Regions from separate parts of the Sus scrofa genome. Here region 2 is linked to region 1. The links are chromatin contacts, called in public Hi-C maps. All regions are on one chromosome and are shown on one strand. Each heading gives the region's core, a stretch centred on a gene start, on an enhancer-like site or on the middle of the called end of the contact. The rest is flanking DNA. Distances are from core to core; before and after follow the strand shown.

What was found. A called contact is a pair of places that touch in the nucleus more often than the background predicts.
Region 2: a Hi-C map of skeletal muscle shows a contact between it and region 1, with 10 times the contacts expected there. The contact joins two enhancer-like sites. A contact is called at or near these places in 7 of 47 Hi-C or Micro-C datasets (embryonic fibroblasts, heart right ventricle, mesenteric adipose tissue and 3 more) and 1 of 2 datasets of contacts at active chromatin or transcription factors (skeletal muscle).

The regions. Positions count from the first base shown.
Region 1 is chr9:84,892,531-84,896,960 of Sscrofa11.1, reverse strand. It overlaps AGMO (alkylglycerol monooxygenase), which reads left to right. Exons shown (of 14, transcript XM_003130179.6): 2 at 2,134-2,414; 3 at 3,813-3,943. The coding sequence starts at 2,289. Among named protein-coding and RNA genes, the nearest start is that of AGMO, 36 kb to the left of the region's middle. Within about 2 kb of position 2,205, at least 19 of the 83 cell types and tissues checked have an H3K27ac peak or open chromatin away from gene starts, as enhancers often do. A contact at or near this core is called in skeletal muscle, where this site is marked.
Region 2 is chr9:85,399,136-85,403,565 of Sscrofa11.1, reverse strand. It overlaps LOC106504972 (a long non-coding RNA gene), which reads right to left. Exons shown (of 3, transcript XR_001298981.2): 1 at 1-4,430. Among named protein-coding and RNA genes, the nearest start is that of ISPD, 310 kb to the left of the region's middle. Within about 2 kb of position 1,800, at least 12 of the 83 cell types and tissues checked have an H3K27ac peak or open chromatin away from gene starts, as enhancers often do. A contact at or near this core is called in skeletal muscle, where this site is marked.

The sequences.
Region 1 (4,430 bases), core at 956-3,455:
ATGTGTAATATTTGTAATTTCAAAAATTTTTAAAGCAGGTAGTAAAACATTGTGACTAATAGGATCATTTTTATTAAATATGATGTCCATAGTTGTTCATTTGTTATGGGAATCACCTTAAAGTAAGTCAGTTCTATAATTTTTATATGATTTTTATTTTTTCCATTATAGTTGATTTACAGAGTTCTGTCAATTTCTACTGTATGGCAAAGTGACCCAGCCGTGTGTATGTGTGTGTGTGTATATGTGTATATTCTTTTCCTCACATTATCCTCCATCATGTTCCATCACCAGTGACTAGATTTATTTCCCTGTGCTATACAGCAGAATTTCATTGCTTATCCATTCCAAATGCAATAGTTTTCACCTATTAATGCCAAGCCCCCAGTCCATCCCACTCCCTCCTCCTCCCCCTCCCCCTTGGCACCACAAGTCTGTTCTCAAAGTTCATGAGTTTCTTTTTTGTGGAAATGTTCATTTGTGCCATATATTAGATTTCAGATATATGTGGTATCATATGGTATTTGTCCTTCTCTTTCTGACTTACTTCACTTAGTATGAGAGTCTCTAGTTGCATCCATGTTGCTGCAAATGGCATTATTTTGTTCTTTTTTTGTGCCTGAGTAGTGTTCCATTGTGTATATATAACATGTGAAAATTTGTTCCAATAGGAATAATGTATTCAGGAATAATTTGAGCATGCCATCTATGCTTGTGTGTAATTTTGTCAGGGAGAAAGTCCAGGTAAATACTAAAGGTAGTACCTAACTGAATAGAAAATCTTAGGAAGATACAAAATACACACATGTACACATGCCTTTAAACCAGTGTTCTCAGTCCCCATGAATGTCATGAGCCATGGTATCCAGATCTCTTGTTTTACAACTTCATGCATGATTTCAGATAAGTCTCCTTCCATACTCCCGGTAACTCACAATCTGTGCCTCTCCCAAAACCCACTTCCACAAACAAATTGCTATGTCAGGTCTTTTTCAAGATTAAGTACCATGTTTATTGTAGAATTTATGCATTTCTCCACCATATAACATTCATGTATAAAAATATGCCACCACGTTTTATTAGGCTCCAATTTTTTTTTCTCCTATGGACCATGAGGAAGTTTCTGAATATTGCACCCTAATCCCATTTTTCTCATTAGCCCCATGGTTTCATTGCATAGTACAGTGATTTTTAGCAATAAATATGTCATATGGTAGTGCACCTGACTCTACATATACCATAATGTTAATGGTGTCTGTGGGTAATTTAATTGTTGCTTATCTACAGTTTCTTTTTATTTCTCCCCAATCATGTATTAATAGTTTAATAAATCTATGTAAACATTTTTAAAAGATGAGGTGGTAGCCAAAGGATGACCAGAGCTATTCTGGGTTGAAAGCTAATCAGAAAATCTCCACTTACTCACAGGCAATGCAATTCAGTGCCCTCTAGTCTACCTAAGAGAGGCACAATCAACCTATGCTCCTCCTGGAAAAACAGAGATAAGATCTCTTAGCAACACCTTAACAGCTTCTTCAGAATCCATATTAGTGCTAAGAAGAATACAGATGTGAATAGTTGAGAGTCCATTAAACAATGCTAATCAGATAATAAGCCACATGCCCCTAAATTGATTTGCAAACATTCCTAAGTTAACATGATACAGATCCAGAAATACATAGGCACTCACTAGTAAGATACTTTCAGTACTTACTGACTTTCAAACTTATTCTTACTGAGATTAGAGCACCTTGTCTTTTCAGGAAATATGGCTGTGGGGAGACTAAACATGAACACAATGTGGATTTCAAAAGAGAGTAAAACATGTATTTTCCTTATGTGATTTGAGTCTTGAATTTCCGCCCACTTTTCCAGAATGAACTTTCACTTGCTATCACTTTTTTTTTTTTTTCTTTCTCCTTTCCAAGCAGGTATCATATGTTTGTTTGTTTGTTTGTGTTTTCTTTTTTTAAATGATAAGTTACTCCACTTGCTGCCAAACTGCACTACCTTTGATTTGGGCAGGAGCCCTTCCTCCCCACCCCCTTTCCCACGTGCCCATTTTTGGGACTGTGCCCAATGAACTCTGAACTTCTTCCTGATCCTTGTATTTTCCTGTCTTTCTCTACACAGATCTGCTGTTGGCTGTACTCTATGGAGCTTTGTTTCTAGCTGTTCTCTGACAAAGGGCTTGATCTGTGCAGCACATCTCGTCCTCTTTGTTCGCCTCTGGCTTCAACCACTGAATCACCAAGTACTCTCCAGCTGGGAGTCAGACAAGGGCAGAGATGAAGAACCCAGAAGCCCAACAGGATGTTTCGGTTTCCCAGGGAATTCGCATGATGTTTTACATGATGAAGCCCAATGAAACGTCATTCCAAGCCCTAGAAGAGGTGCCTGATTATGTACAAAAGGTGAGATACCCTGGGAAGAGGCTACTCTTGCTTTTCTCTTCATAAGAAGTAAGTTAAACACATTTTAAGGCTTTGTGCACTTTCGTTCTTGAAATAATTCTAATAAACAATAACTGTTTCAAAAAACATGGAGCAAAAGTGGAATTTCCATTTGAACTGAATTTCTGTACCATATCCACAACCATCTTCTATGAAAATTTTCTTCCCTGGAATGTCACTGTGAAATATGATAAAAATTTTAAAAAGTTTTCCTGGATACAAATAGCATTATAAATCTAGCCATTAGAAACTCAGTATCAAATTGTTATATGGTATTAGTAAACTTTGTAATAATTTTGTTTCTAAAGGGAAAACTTGTCTTCCACCTCCCAGGAAACCATTTCCTTTTCATTTTAGCAAAGTGCTTCTACAGAATGGATATACAGCTGACTGAGTTCAACCCTGACTTCCTAAATTTGAACTTAAACCAAGTTTTCTTTGAAACTCTCAAGTGTTCAGAGGCACTTTTTACTTCTGGTTCCTGGCTGTGATTGGAAATGGAAATAACCAGAATTAGAACTTGAATACTGAAGTTCTCCACCCTGTCAAAGTTATTCCTACAACACTTACTAGTTCAGACCAGAAATAGAAAAAAATGACATCAGAGGATATGTTCTTGGGAGTTCAGTTTAGAAAATTTCAAGGCTTACCGTCAGCTTCCAAATGGAGTAAAACCCATAAAATTTTCAGGATTTTTTAAAGAAAAAAATGTGGTACTCACATCTTCATAAATCATTACTTTTATATTATAACACCAAACCTAGTCCAATATTTGTCATCAATAGTGGATGACAAATATTTTTTCTATTATATAAGAAACAATTGAATGACTAAAACTTGAATGATGTCTAAAACATTTAAAATGACCTTATTCTCTAAAATACTCAGAAGCAAAGTTTTTGTTCTACAGTGTCAATTTTGTTATTCTTGTAATTCTAATATGAAAGACTAGAATCACATGCATCTTTAAGGAAAGCCTTTTAATGTGGATCTTTCTTAGTCATGTAGACTATAGGTTTCTGATTATTGCTCTTACTTTAAAATGTATTTTTTAGATCTAACTTGAAACACATCCCTTCTAATCTTATTATTTTCTTGGCAGAATTATCATGGTTACATCCATGGTTATTTTTCATGTCCAAATCAGATGATGGAATTTGAGCACCTGTTTAATGTGTGACTGAAATGATCAGATTTCTTTGCCTGTTGGGAGGAAATTATCCTCTAGGATAGGTACATACCTTCTTCTACTATGAGCTATCACTCTGGGCCTCCCACTTTGGGAATGACTAATCAGGAAACTTGGAAGAATTTCATACGGAGCACAATAGCATCTCTTTTCTGCAATTTCCTTTCCAGGCAACCCCATATTTCATTTCCTTGATGCTGCTTGAACTGGTTGTCAGCTGGATACGCAAAGGGAAGCCACCAGGTCGTCTGGATGATGCCTTAACATCAATGTCAGCTGGTATTCTGTCTCGACTTCCAAGGTAAGTTAGATGGTTAACAACATTGAGTGAATAAACTGAAATCCTCCAAATAAGGATAAAAAGAAACTCATCATATGTGGAATTCATCTATTTTTACATATATTTCCCAAAGAACTCAGTTACTGTTGTTACTTAAATTTTTGATATTTTGTTCATCATGGGTTTTTTTACATTCATTATTAAAAATATTGCTCTAGGAGTTCCCGCTATGGCATAGTGGGTTAATGTGCTGGCTTGTCTTTGTGGAGGTGCTGGTTCAATCCCAGCCTTGCTCAGTGGGTTAAGGATTCAGCTGTGCTGTTGGTGGCTTGGATTCAATCCCTGGCCCAGGAACTTCCATATGCCATGGGTGTGGCTGAAAAAGAAAAAATATTGCTCTATGTATTATTTATCTTGATTACTGAATTTCTTGGTGCCTCTTTAAATTTTGTGGGCAAGGCATACATCTCACTTACCTTACCTTAGTCCTGGTCCTGAGTTATGTTGT
Region 2 (4,430 bases), core at 551-3,050, 510 kb before region 1:
CGTTTTTTATAGTTGCTTAAAATCTCATATTTTATTTAGACTCTAGTTTCCTTAGTGATAGGCATTTAAGTTGTTTCTGGTTTTATATTATATCAAATAGTGCTGCAGTGCAGGAATTTGAATAACATCTTTGGGATCTTGTGCATTTCCTACATTTTTGTGGTTAAAACGTTGTATAGATGATGAAAACATGGCTGGCTAATTATTTACTTTTTACTTATGGCCTATTTCCACAAGGCTTTTAAGATATTTTGTTTGATATTGCTCTGTGTCTCATGTGTTGATTGCTGACAATCAGATTTCAAAACAAACAAACAAAAAATACTAATTTCTCTGAATGTATCTTTACCAGAAAGCGAAAGAGAGATCATTTGTTCAGATAATTCAGGTGGAAAACTCTTAAGATTGGAGGGAGAAAAAATTCCTTCAGTGAGTTAGCAGAATCACTGTGACTTTAAATCAGTTTGATCAAATATGAGATTGAATGTTAATATTTTTGTTGTTAATTAATGGCATGCATTTAGTGGTTAGGTAAAAATATTATGGGTACGCACTTTGGTTCTCTGCAGTAATGACTAGTAACAAACTAGATGTACAAAAAAATCACATGAATATTTTATGAAAACACTGGATTGAATGATTAAAACTAATAAATAGAATGAGTCACATTTTTATAAATCAATAACCTTTATGAATTATTAGGTTATAAATCAATGCACTTTACATTAAAATATACACAAAACATTCTTATACAAGAATTCCTAGGAATGTAAGGCTATCAAATAATATTGCATGGTTCTAGAAGGAAAAGTGAAATGGGATTGGGAAATAGATATAAAAAACAATCATCAGACTATAAAACACAATAAGTATTTAGATTCATGATTTTTCGGATACTGAAGGCTCGTTTTGTAGAAATGAGTGGTTTCTTTCCCATGAACATTTCCTAAATTGACTTGTTCTTTGAATGTTGTTTTTCTTTCAAGTGGACAGTTGCTAGAATGGGCAGAAAAGGTGCAATAGTAATATTCCTCGAATGGGAATTAGGATCCCTGTGGCTGGGAATGGTGGTATATTTTGGAAGTAACTATAATTCGGAGTCATTTTTTAAGGTGGTTAAATTGCTGGAAATTCAGTGAGAGATATATGATTGTACCAAAGCCTTCTTATAACATGACCCTTAAGTAAGGACACCAAAACAGCCTCGGTATAAACTAGGTGTTTGAACTCTGCCTCTGAAGAGATGTTCTAAGTGCTGGAAGGTGGGCCTGGGAGCAGGTAGAACTGTCCCAGAGGCCAAGTCCAGAGCCAAAGAGAAGTAAAGACTACATCCTGAGTGAATTATAAAAACAAAAGGCTAACACTTATATAGCACTTCCTGTGCACCACAGGGGGCGAGGGGTGGGGAGTTGTCTCTAAGCACTGTACATATAATAGCCACTGAATCTTCACAACGAATCTGGAAGAGAAGGTAAAATGATGGGCACAGCCTGTTCAGTGTGGTAGGTTTCAGGAAGCTTGCAGAAGCAGTGGCAAGATGAAATCCAAGGGTGTAGGGACAGCCTGGCAAGATGGGGAACAGGAAGGTCAGGAAGAGGGGGTGGGAGGGATCCCCAGAAGTGGAGGCTGGAGGGTTCTGTGTGTTCTGTGCCCTGGCCTTGCTGGGTGGAGCCAGGAGCTCTGAAGGCTCCCCAGGCCATTTGTATAACATGAAGATTTCCATCCTTTTTATCCCTTGAGCCACAGAGCAGATTTAAAAAAATAAAAAATAAAAAAATAAATAAATAAGAGCAGCAGTGTGGAGGCAGCCAAATCAGGACTCTGGAAACGTGATAGTCTTTGTTTTGGTGAGGTTGGCAGCCTTCTCTGAGTCTCCTTTCTGGATGATTAAAAATCCCAAACATCATGAGCCGGATGTTTGAATGTTTTTAAACCTTGTAATTTTGTAAATTGTCTGTTCCTGGCTCCCTTCCCCACATTTCTGCCCTAGCTCATATCATGATGATGCTTTTGCCTTTAGTTTCTTAGTTTCTGTTAACTTTCAAATGAAGCAAGTGTGATAGGAGTTTGTTTTCTCAGCAAGGTGATGGCAAAGGGATATTTATAGCACTGAGGAATTTTTATCTTCTCTCAGACATCTAAGATGAGTAGTATATTTTAAACCCTACTCTCCAGGATATCTCTCTTCTGCTGAGATAATAAAATTGATCAGATGTTTTGAGGTTAAATAAACTGTTGTAATAATCTGGCAGCTGCCTGCCGGTTGTGGTTTTCAAAAGCAATTACTCACTTTGGAGTCAACTTTGAACTCTACATTTTAATTGAAAAGGCTAATTGTAGGCTATTGCTCCTGATTTAGCATTTGATTTGGGAGATTAGGAAGTAAAAGGACATAGGGAAGGGAGGGGAGAGGAGAAGAAGAGAAAGTAAGCAGAAGTGTTGCAGAGCTCAAATTCCTGTTTATATATGAGTGTTTTCACACACAGCACATTGTACGCTAACTGGAGAAATAGCAGTTGGACTAAAACGTATCTGAGGCAGCCGTCTGAGGCTAGTCTGCAAAATCCTTATTTTGGGTTTATTTGCTTCTCTCTCTCTCTTTCTATCTCCCCTTCTCCCCTCCCTCTCTTTCCCTTTCACTCCTCCTCTCCCTCTCTTTCATTAATTTCTTAATTCAGATGTGAAATTTCAGAAAGTATTTTTAAGAGTCATATCAGATTTCACGTCTGATCAGGAGTTTACTTAAATTCTTGGAGATGCTAATAGGTAGAGACTGCCATTTGTCTTTACTAAAACATAGCTTAGTGATTTTAATTAAATGCAGCAAGAGAGAGATTATTGATGAGTCCTCACAAGAACAAATCAATTCCCTATGGGAATCATTATGAATCTAAATGATTATAAGAAAGACATCAAACATCCAAGATGAAATACAGCTACACCCAAATTTACATACAGGACAATTAGTAGCATTATTCAAATGGCCAGAGAGTTGCTGTTAGAACTGAGATGAAAAGTGTGAGAATTTGTATTTCTTCGGTCTTTCCCCATTTAAAACCCAATGTAGTACTTTTACATTACTTAACACAAATGATACTGAGACTTTTATAGAAATACATTCTGTAAATAAAACCCCACATATATGTGGATGTGTCCAAACTCCTTTGGACTTTATGCTTTTAGGTCAAATGTAAAACTGTGCTGGGAATTTCCTGTGAAACATAATGTTGAGAAACTAAATTAAAGCTGAAATGAAAGGCATGAGTATATGAATTCTTTAATTTTACAGAGTGTCTGAAAATGCTAGTTGCATATCACTTGAAAATCCACTTTATTTTTAGACTTTTGTGGAATGCATATTTGGCTCATCACAGTTATGTTGATATTTTCATTGACCTTATAAATATAACTTAATCTCTATGCATCAGCTTTCTGATCTGTAAAAATAAGATAAATATTCTTCCCACACACTTTGTGCTCAGAACTCCTCTGTTGAAACAATAAACAGGGTTGTAAGATATGAATGTGAGTACTGCTTCAGAATCCAATGTCTTTATCAACAACAAAGAAGGTCTGACATTTATTTGGTGTTTCAGTATCAAATTTGAAGATATTACAGTTAATGAAAAAAAGAAACATCTGTGTTGATATTATGAGGATTATTCTGAAATACGGATATCGTTGGAAATGTCAGCTGTCTGCTACATGATTTCCGAGAGCCATTGTTTGTGATGCCAATATTCATGTTTGTCCTCAAGTAAAAATGAATCAAGGAAAGGAAAAGACCTTATAGATAGGAAGACTTCAATTAAACACTTAGTTTTTTTCAAAATAGTTTAAAAATCAAATCTGTGTATTTTTACTCAGAGGTCTCTACTTTCGGCAAAGTATTTTGGTTTAGAAAGTAGGGGAAAATGACTTCTGTGGTACAATTAAAGAACATTGTTTTTTCTTATGAAAGAAAAGATTAAGGAAAAAAGTTAAAACTTTTTAGATAATGTTTATCAGAGGCAGAATTTAGAGACAGTGGATTAATACTTTAGTCATGGGAAAAATTCAGATTTGGAGAAGAAAAATATTTGGTTACATGATGGTTTCTTAAAAAAAAATACTATGAGATTATTGAGTTAAATAAATTTTCCCTTTGATGGTCTTAGAATGGAGAGAAGACATGTTTGAGATTACAGTTCCACAGTCTGGATTTCAAAAACCAAACCAAACCAAAAGCCCTTCTAACATTATAGTGAAATGGCCATTTAAGAACACTGCTGTAGAAACACAAGATGGGGCTACATCTTGGTAAATTGCCTACTTTTGACCTTAGAGGTTATGAAATCCTGATAAATTTCAGTTTCCTCACCTGTAAAATATAGGAAGAATATAATACCTAGTTTACTAGATTATCTTCAAGATTAAATGAGTGACTATTA